2 separate regions of the Mus musculus genome follow, and region 2 is linked to region 1. The links are chromatin contacts, called in public HiChIP or PLAC-seq maps. All regions are on one chromosome and are shown on one strand. Each heading gives the region's core, a stretch centred on a gene start, on an enhancer-like site or on the middle of the called end of the contact. The rest is flanking DNA. Distances are from core to core; before and after follow the strand shown. Region 1 holds the start of Adm (adrenomedullin). Region 2 holds the start of Denn2b (DENN domain containing 2B).

Region 1 (3,226 bases), core at 445-2,944:
GTGCTGCTTGGTGCAGACAGGCTAGCCACTGGCCAGGGCTGCTGCGGTGACTGTCCCACGGCCCAGAAGGCCCTAAGGCGGGCCAGTTCGCCTAGCTGCAGCCCTTTCAACATCCGTGTCCCAAGCCCCTACCAGAAGCAGAACCTGGGAATCTGTCCCCTGCCCAAGGGGGAACTCCGTTTTGCAGTTTTAGGAGGATAAGTAATCTCGGCGCGGCCATTTCTCCCCCAGGTGCAATGTCCATGGTTGTCTGGAGGGTGACAAACGGGCTGAACCAGCAGTGCTTAGCATAGTCTGCGCTGTGAGCAAGGTCCGCGGGACAGGAATGCCTAGTCGGTTTTGCTCTTGGTCTAACACTTAGAGGCAGATAAGGTAGGACACTGGGAGATCTGCCGGGGTCGCCAGGAAGAGGACATGAGTTGTCTGTGTCCACATCACCAGGGCTGGGGGCTAGGAGCTGTCGTAGGTCATGTCTTTAGCTTCGGGACCTTCCGGGAGACCTGCATGCGGAGCTACGCCTGTCGCCCAGTTTGGCCCTAGAAGGGAAGAAAGTGAACTCACGGATCTGTGAAGAGCACCAGCCCGTGGCAAACGTGTTCGAACTGATTCATCGTGAATTAGCACATATCTCTGGGCTAGGCGGGGGCCGGCATTCTCCCCCCACCTGATGAGAATGGTGACCCCAGCCAGAAAACCGAGCCGCTGTGCCCCAGTCTTTTGAGTCCAGACTCTACAGCTTCCCACCTTTAGTGTGACTGGGCAATAGACTTACCCTTTCGGCACTTCACTTTAATTCAAGAGAACACCAGCTCGGGAGTGTAGAGATCAAAAGCGATTGGGATCTGGCTGGGATTTGTCAACTGTAAAGTGATTAACATATGTGAGGCATTAGTGTGCTCCCAGTCAGTCAATCCTCACGTTTATGATGGATGAATGAAGGCAGTCAGGTCAACTCGCAGGTCATAGCCTTATAAGGGATAATAGTATCACAAGGAAGAAAACAAAACTATCTCTCTTCCTAATTTTGGCTATTCCTGTATTTCCAAATAGGAATGTGAGTTCTGAATTTTCAGATAACTACCCTCTCCAAACCCCAATTTCCAATTCAGCTGTTCCCAGTTCTGCCCTTATTACGAAATCCGTACTGGCTAGTCTATCGAGAAACCCCTCAGTCCCAGTCACTGGAGACTGAGCCTCTCCCTTCCAGGTGTACCCTGCGGGCACAGATGGGGGTCGAGGCTCAGTCAGGTGCTAAGCCGGCAGGGGGCGCGGTCCATTTGAGGTCACAGCTCCCCAAGTCCGGGGTTTTGGTTATCCATGTGTCCCACCCGTCTCCCGGTTCTTGCAGCACTGTCCAGGAAGCTCAGATCAGCACTCTGGGTTGTACACATTATGGGCAAAGGATTCACCCCACCCGAGTTGTTCTGGTTCCCCTTCCCTTCTCACTGTTTGAACTCTATGCTGGGAAATTAGGGCAAGGGAAGTCCTGCTCCAGTCTAATCTCTCAGAGCGGATCTCTGAGATGTCTAGCCACAGGGGACCTCTTACCCCTACCCCCCATACCCACAGGCAAGCTGCAGGGCAGGTCTGGTTTTAGAAGCAAGCACGCTGGAGAGGGAGGACTCCAGGGCAAATCTGACCACGCCCACCGTCCGCCCCTGAGCGCTTATAAGACGCTGGAGCTGGTGCTCACTAGTCAGTGGTTTCTTGGTGACACTAGACAGAGCAACTCCAGCGTTACCGCTCCCGCTCCTGGTTTCTCGGCTTCTCATCGCAGTCAATCTTGGACTTTGGGGTTTTGCTACTGTCAGAAGGACTTCTTTCTGCTTCAAGTGCTTGACAACGCACCCCTTTATCAGGTAGGAACCGCTGGCCTCCAGCATGTTAGGGAGGGGGACGGCTTTGCCAAAGCCCCAAAACTTGCAGAGCTGGACAAGGGGGAACAACCCACTTTAGGGTATCCAATGTAGAGAACACCTCATTGCCCAGGTCTAGCTCATGCGCACAGCTGGAGCTCTCTTGAGATCCCCCCTCCTCCTTGGGCTGAGATCCTGGGACTTTAGTTGGAAACCTCTGGAAGCCTGGCACTTCTCAATGGCTTCCTTTGCCTTGCTTGTCACCCACCCGGCCAGCGCAAAAATCTCCGGTGTTTCTCTGCGCCAGTGGGGGAGATAAGCAGCTGAGCCAGGAAGAGCGCTGCCAAGCGGCTCCCCGTCCTGCCGCCACCCTTCGCGTGCTGACGGGATCGTGCTGCTGGCCCGGTTGCTCACACTCGGTGTCTTGTTCCTTTCCAGGGTATCAGAGCATCGCCACAGAATGAAGCTGGTTTCCATCACCCTGATGTTATTGGGTTCACTCGCTTTCCTAGGCGCGGACACTGCAGGGCCAGATACTCCTTCGCAGTTCCGAAAGAAGTGAGTTTGGGCCGTGCTTTCTTTCTTCACTTTGAATACCTGGCAATGAGAGAAAACTGAGAGATGGTCTGGAGGTGTTACAAAGGGAGTGGAGCTGGCTGGGACATCACTTGAACTTAGGCCAAACGCATCTGCTTGTGTTTTCTAGGTGGAATAAGTGGGCGCTAAGTCGTGGGAAGAGGGAACTACAAGCATCCAGCAGCTACCCTACGGGACTCGCTGATGAGACGACAGTTCCTACCCAGACTCTTGATCCATTCCTGGACGAGCAGAACACAACTGGCCCCCTACAAGCCAGGTAACTATGCTCTCTGCAGAGGATGTGCCCTCTCCACTACTCTGACCCTGGGGATTGTCCTGGCTGCACTGCAGCTGAGGCTCCGGCGGAGGGAACGGGTTCCAGGTCCCTCGGGTACTGCATGGCTCCGGTCCCAGGTGGTTGGGACCAAAGCCCCGGTTGATGAGGTGTCCTTCCTTCTTCACAGCAATCAGAGCGAAGCCCACATTCGTGTCAAACGCTACCGCCAGAGCATGAACCAGGGTTCCCGCAGCAATGGATGCCGCTTCGGGACCTGCACATTTCAGAAATTGGCCCACCAGATCTACCAGCTAACAGACAAAGACAAGGACGGCATGGCTCCCAGAAACAAGATCAGCCCTCAAGGCTATGGCCGCCGGCGCCGGCGTTCCCTGCTGGAGGTCCTCCGGTCCCGGACTGTGGAGTCCTCCCAGGAGCAGACACACACAGCCCCAGGCCCCTGGGCGCACATCTCCAGACTCTTTAGGATATAGGTGCGGGTGACAGCATTGAA
Region 2 (3,565 bases), core at 660-3,159, 1.0 Mb before region 1:
CAAGAAGGAAAAACCAAAGAGCCAGGAACAACAGCTGTTCCCTGGCCCCACTGAGAAACTAAAAGCTTCCACAAAGTTCCTTGAGGCCAGGAGTAAGTGGAAGATGTAACATGGCTGAAGTGAAGTGCATTTCTTAAGGGGCTTTCCTGCAGGAGAGTCCGCAACTCTCATCTTTCTCTTAACATTATGGATGGCCTGACTACTTTAACACCTATAAAACTACCTTTCTGGAAGGCTTTCCTTTCCTAGACACGCTGTGTTTACCACACATCACTCCTCTGAAATTTAGGACAAGGCATGCATGACTGGACACTGTGTGTGCTGGGATTTGGTTAAAATAGGAGCAAAAGGGATCATACAGCATAGTCCTTCAAGTTCCCAGCTCCCCGTAGCTGTAGTGTTAAGACAGCTCTCTGCAACATCTGGATGAGACAGATATTTGCAAGTCCCCAAAACCCAAGAAAGTCCCCTCCACAACTCAAGAAACCCTGTGATGGGCATCATTAATGGGGAGGGGGTTGTTTCCTATTTCCAAAGCTACTTCATAGACAGTGCAAGGCCCCCGCTCAGATATTGTTGTGCCAGTCCCTCTGCCCTGTCAAGTGTCCCAGATGGACTTGAAACTCACTGCAGGCTCCTCTCTGAGCTTCATTAGCTACTTTGATTGTTGTTACAAGTCAGACATAGCAGCATGGAGATAAGAGAGCACGAGGTAAAACCGACCAAGCTGCTCAAAAGTTTCCACATAAGAACTTCAACAGTGCTAGAGCGATGAGAACTCATTTTCCTATAAAAGAACCTTCCTGTGAAAATATCCAGTGGCTTTGTGCTAAATAAAAGCAGAGTGAAGCCTAAACATCTCCGATTCAGCCAGAGTGAGATTAGCTAGATTTGCAAAGTCAAGAAAATTGGCAGTTTCCCTCCTCCTCCCGGAGCTAATAGAATCCAACTGTTGGAGTATGACATCATTCTCGACCCCCAAACTCTGAAGTGAAGAGCACAGACACTGGCCTGCCATAAACAGCCCGACTCAAAGCAAGGGGCTCAGAGGTGCCCTTACCTGGTAGTCCGGGTGATTTCTTGCCCACTCCATTCTCCACAGAGGCTGGCTCACACCACAGTCGCTTAGGGAGCCCAGGGCCCCCAGATCCACTGGCTTAAGCTCCAGTACCTGCTGCGAACTTCCCACAGCTCCTTCCTCTGACCTTTCAAGACACTCCTTCCAGCCAAGTGAGCAGAGCTAGCGCAGCTAGCCAGTCAGGCTGGTTGTCATGGAGACCTGTCCTAGGCTGCACACACGCTTGCAGGCTTGCTCTCACTCAGCTAGGCGCTCTCCCTCAACCCGGTGTCCCAGGAGCGAGCTAGCACGCGCACGTTTATGCGTGCGCGTGCTTCTACACATTCTCTGAGTTCTAGCCGGCCTTGAAACAGCGCGGTCTTTTGATCGGCTCAGTTTATGCATGCATTCCACTCCTCCTACCTCCCTTCCAGTCAACCAGGAGCCCAGGTCTGTTCCTGGGAACTTGCTGCAACAACCCAGAGGGGAGAAGGGTGAGGACAGTGAGTGGACTTGTTTTCCTCCCCTCTAGTGTCTCAGCTTTTATAACTTGGAAGAATCCCTGCCAAAGGGGAGGGAGCTAGCTGAAGGCTTGGAGGGGAAGCAAGCACTTCCTCTGGGTCCTGCAGCAGCAGCGGAATGAGGAGGGACCCTGATGCGTGCTGCCTCAACTTGTTTGTTCGCTTGGGATTTTTCAGGAGCATTTGGGGCAGAAACACAGTTCACATCCTAGAAGCTGGCCTAGACTGGCCTCTCTGGTTACCTTGTTGACTGTTCAGGTCCTGGAGACAGCTTTTAGCCAGTACAGGGTCCCATGGTACTAGTGCCAGAGCCCAAGCAGTCTCTTGTCTTCCTGCAAAGGAGAAGAAACAAACTAGATCAGGATTAGGAGGAACACTGTTTAAGTCTACAGTCAGAGCCAGGACATCAAACACAATGCAAACAGCCTCCTCTCTGAACAAAAGATCCACAGCCCAGGCCTCCAATGAGAAACTGTACAAGTGCCAGGGCCGTACCTGGGACACAGAAGGCCCTTTTAGTAGCCCTATGTATACTTTTGCTTGGATGCTGCCTAACCCTCTCAAAATAGATGTACTAGTTTGTTTGATGCTCTTAACACACTGGTCAGATAGGTTTGCTACCATTTTATAGATGGGATCACTGAGGCCCAGAGAGATCAGATACTTGATCCACACTTACCTAACTAGTTAGGAACTGAGAGTAGAGACAAGTCAAGGGTCTCCTAGTCCTTTATGTTTTGCTATAAAGTACACAGAAGCCTGATCTTGAAAACCAGCTCATTTTCTAAGAACCACAAGTGTGGGCCTCCAAGGGAAAGTGAAGACTCTATCTAAGTCCTGTTAAGGTAAATCTATCTGCCACCCTTCTAGCCCAAAGATTTAATGACCGATAACATCTATGACATGCACAATATCTGCTGCAAACTAGAGAAAAAATGCCCTGCCCTACCCCCAAGTACTATCTTACATCTTCCCAAAATAACCTCCCAAATCCTGGTTCATTTTTTTCTCTGACAGAGTAGTCCTAAAAGTTACGACTGGTGTTATATTAATTTAACACATTTTAAAAATGTATCTAAAGTAAAGTTAAATTACTTGCTCCCATTTACTGAACCAGGAAATGAGAGATCCAAAACCAGTGTCCAAGCCTTTCAACTTTCTGGCATACATTAAGCAGAACAGTTGCCAAGAATACCAGAGCTAGAGTCACAAGACCTTAGCAGTGCCTGACCTCATCGCCAACTGGCCACCTGTCACTGAGCCAGCCTCCTCCCGACTTTCTACTTTCTATGAATATATCTCATACTGGGGTGGCAGAGGACTAGGGTGTGAGGTGCAGTGTCAAGGTGCTATTAGTCAAAAACACTTCAAATTAGGCACTCAGCTCTCATCCACCACCCCCCAATTGTTAGTACCTCTCCTCCACCAATCTAGTAGATATATTTTTCAAGTAGAACTCGGGGTTGGTAAATGGATTGACTGCATGTGGGAAGGTGGAGGCTGATGAGGATGAAGACAATGAGGCTCAAGGAGGCCATTCTCCAATGCTGCTCCTCAAAATAATGCTGGGGGAGGGGTGGGGGGGCCCTGATGGAATCTGTAACGCTTATCCCTTGCAGAATTCCTTGTGATGTTGACTCACCTTCAGTATGCTACAAAATTCCCAAAACCAGACTTTGGTTGACTTGAATTTAACTCACAAATATATGCTGAAGATAATACACAAAAACACGACATAAAACCCAAGTAGAAATGGCAGACTACTACAGATCCTTAAGTAGTGATAAGCCCAGAATCCCCACATCTGCATAGGAATTCAGTATCACTAAAGCTCTGTTTCTCTTTCCTCTTAAACACAGCAAATTCTGCTCTTTATCTGAACCCAAGGAACACACACCTGCCTAGTCTCCGAACCCAGATGAGGCAAGTCCACCCCTTTCTACAATAAGATCAAATTCACTGGAGTTGACAATATCAACTAAAATTT

What was found. HiChIP or PLAC-seq counts read pairs in DNA pulled down with a chosen protein or histone mark.
Region 2: an H3K27ac HiChIP or PLAC-seq map of embryonic stem cells shows a contact between it and region 1, with 3 times the contacts expected there. The contact joins the promoter of Denn2b here to the promoter of Adm in region 1. A contact is called at or near these places in 1 of 39 promoter capture datasets (the HPC-7 cell line), 5 of 484 Hi-C or Micro-C datasets (all in embryonic stem cells) and 3 of 115 datasets of contacts at active chromatin or transcription factors (embryonic stem cells and pancreatic cancer cells).

What each region holds. Positions count from the first base shown.
Region 1 is chr7:110,625,963-110,629,188 of GRCm38.p6, forward strand. It overlaps Adm (adrenomedullin), which reads left to right and starts at 1,695. Exons shown (of 4, transcript NM_009627.2): 1 at 1,695-1,859; 2 at 2,295-2,414; 3 at 2,563-2,712; 4 at 2,900-3,226. The coding sequence starts at 2,317. The coding sequence ends at 3,206. It overlaps Gm28863 (a long non-coding RNA gene), which reads right to left. Exons shown (of 3, transcript XR_003946665.1): 2 at 773-2,453; 3 at 1-536.
Region 2 is chr7:109,615,238-109,618,802 of GRCm38.p6, forward strand. Denn2b (DENN domain containing 2B) reads right to left here and starts at 1,910. Exons shown (of 20, transcript NM_001001326.1): 1 at 1,821-1,910.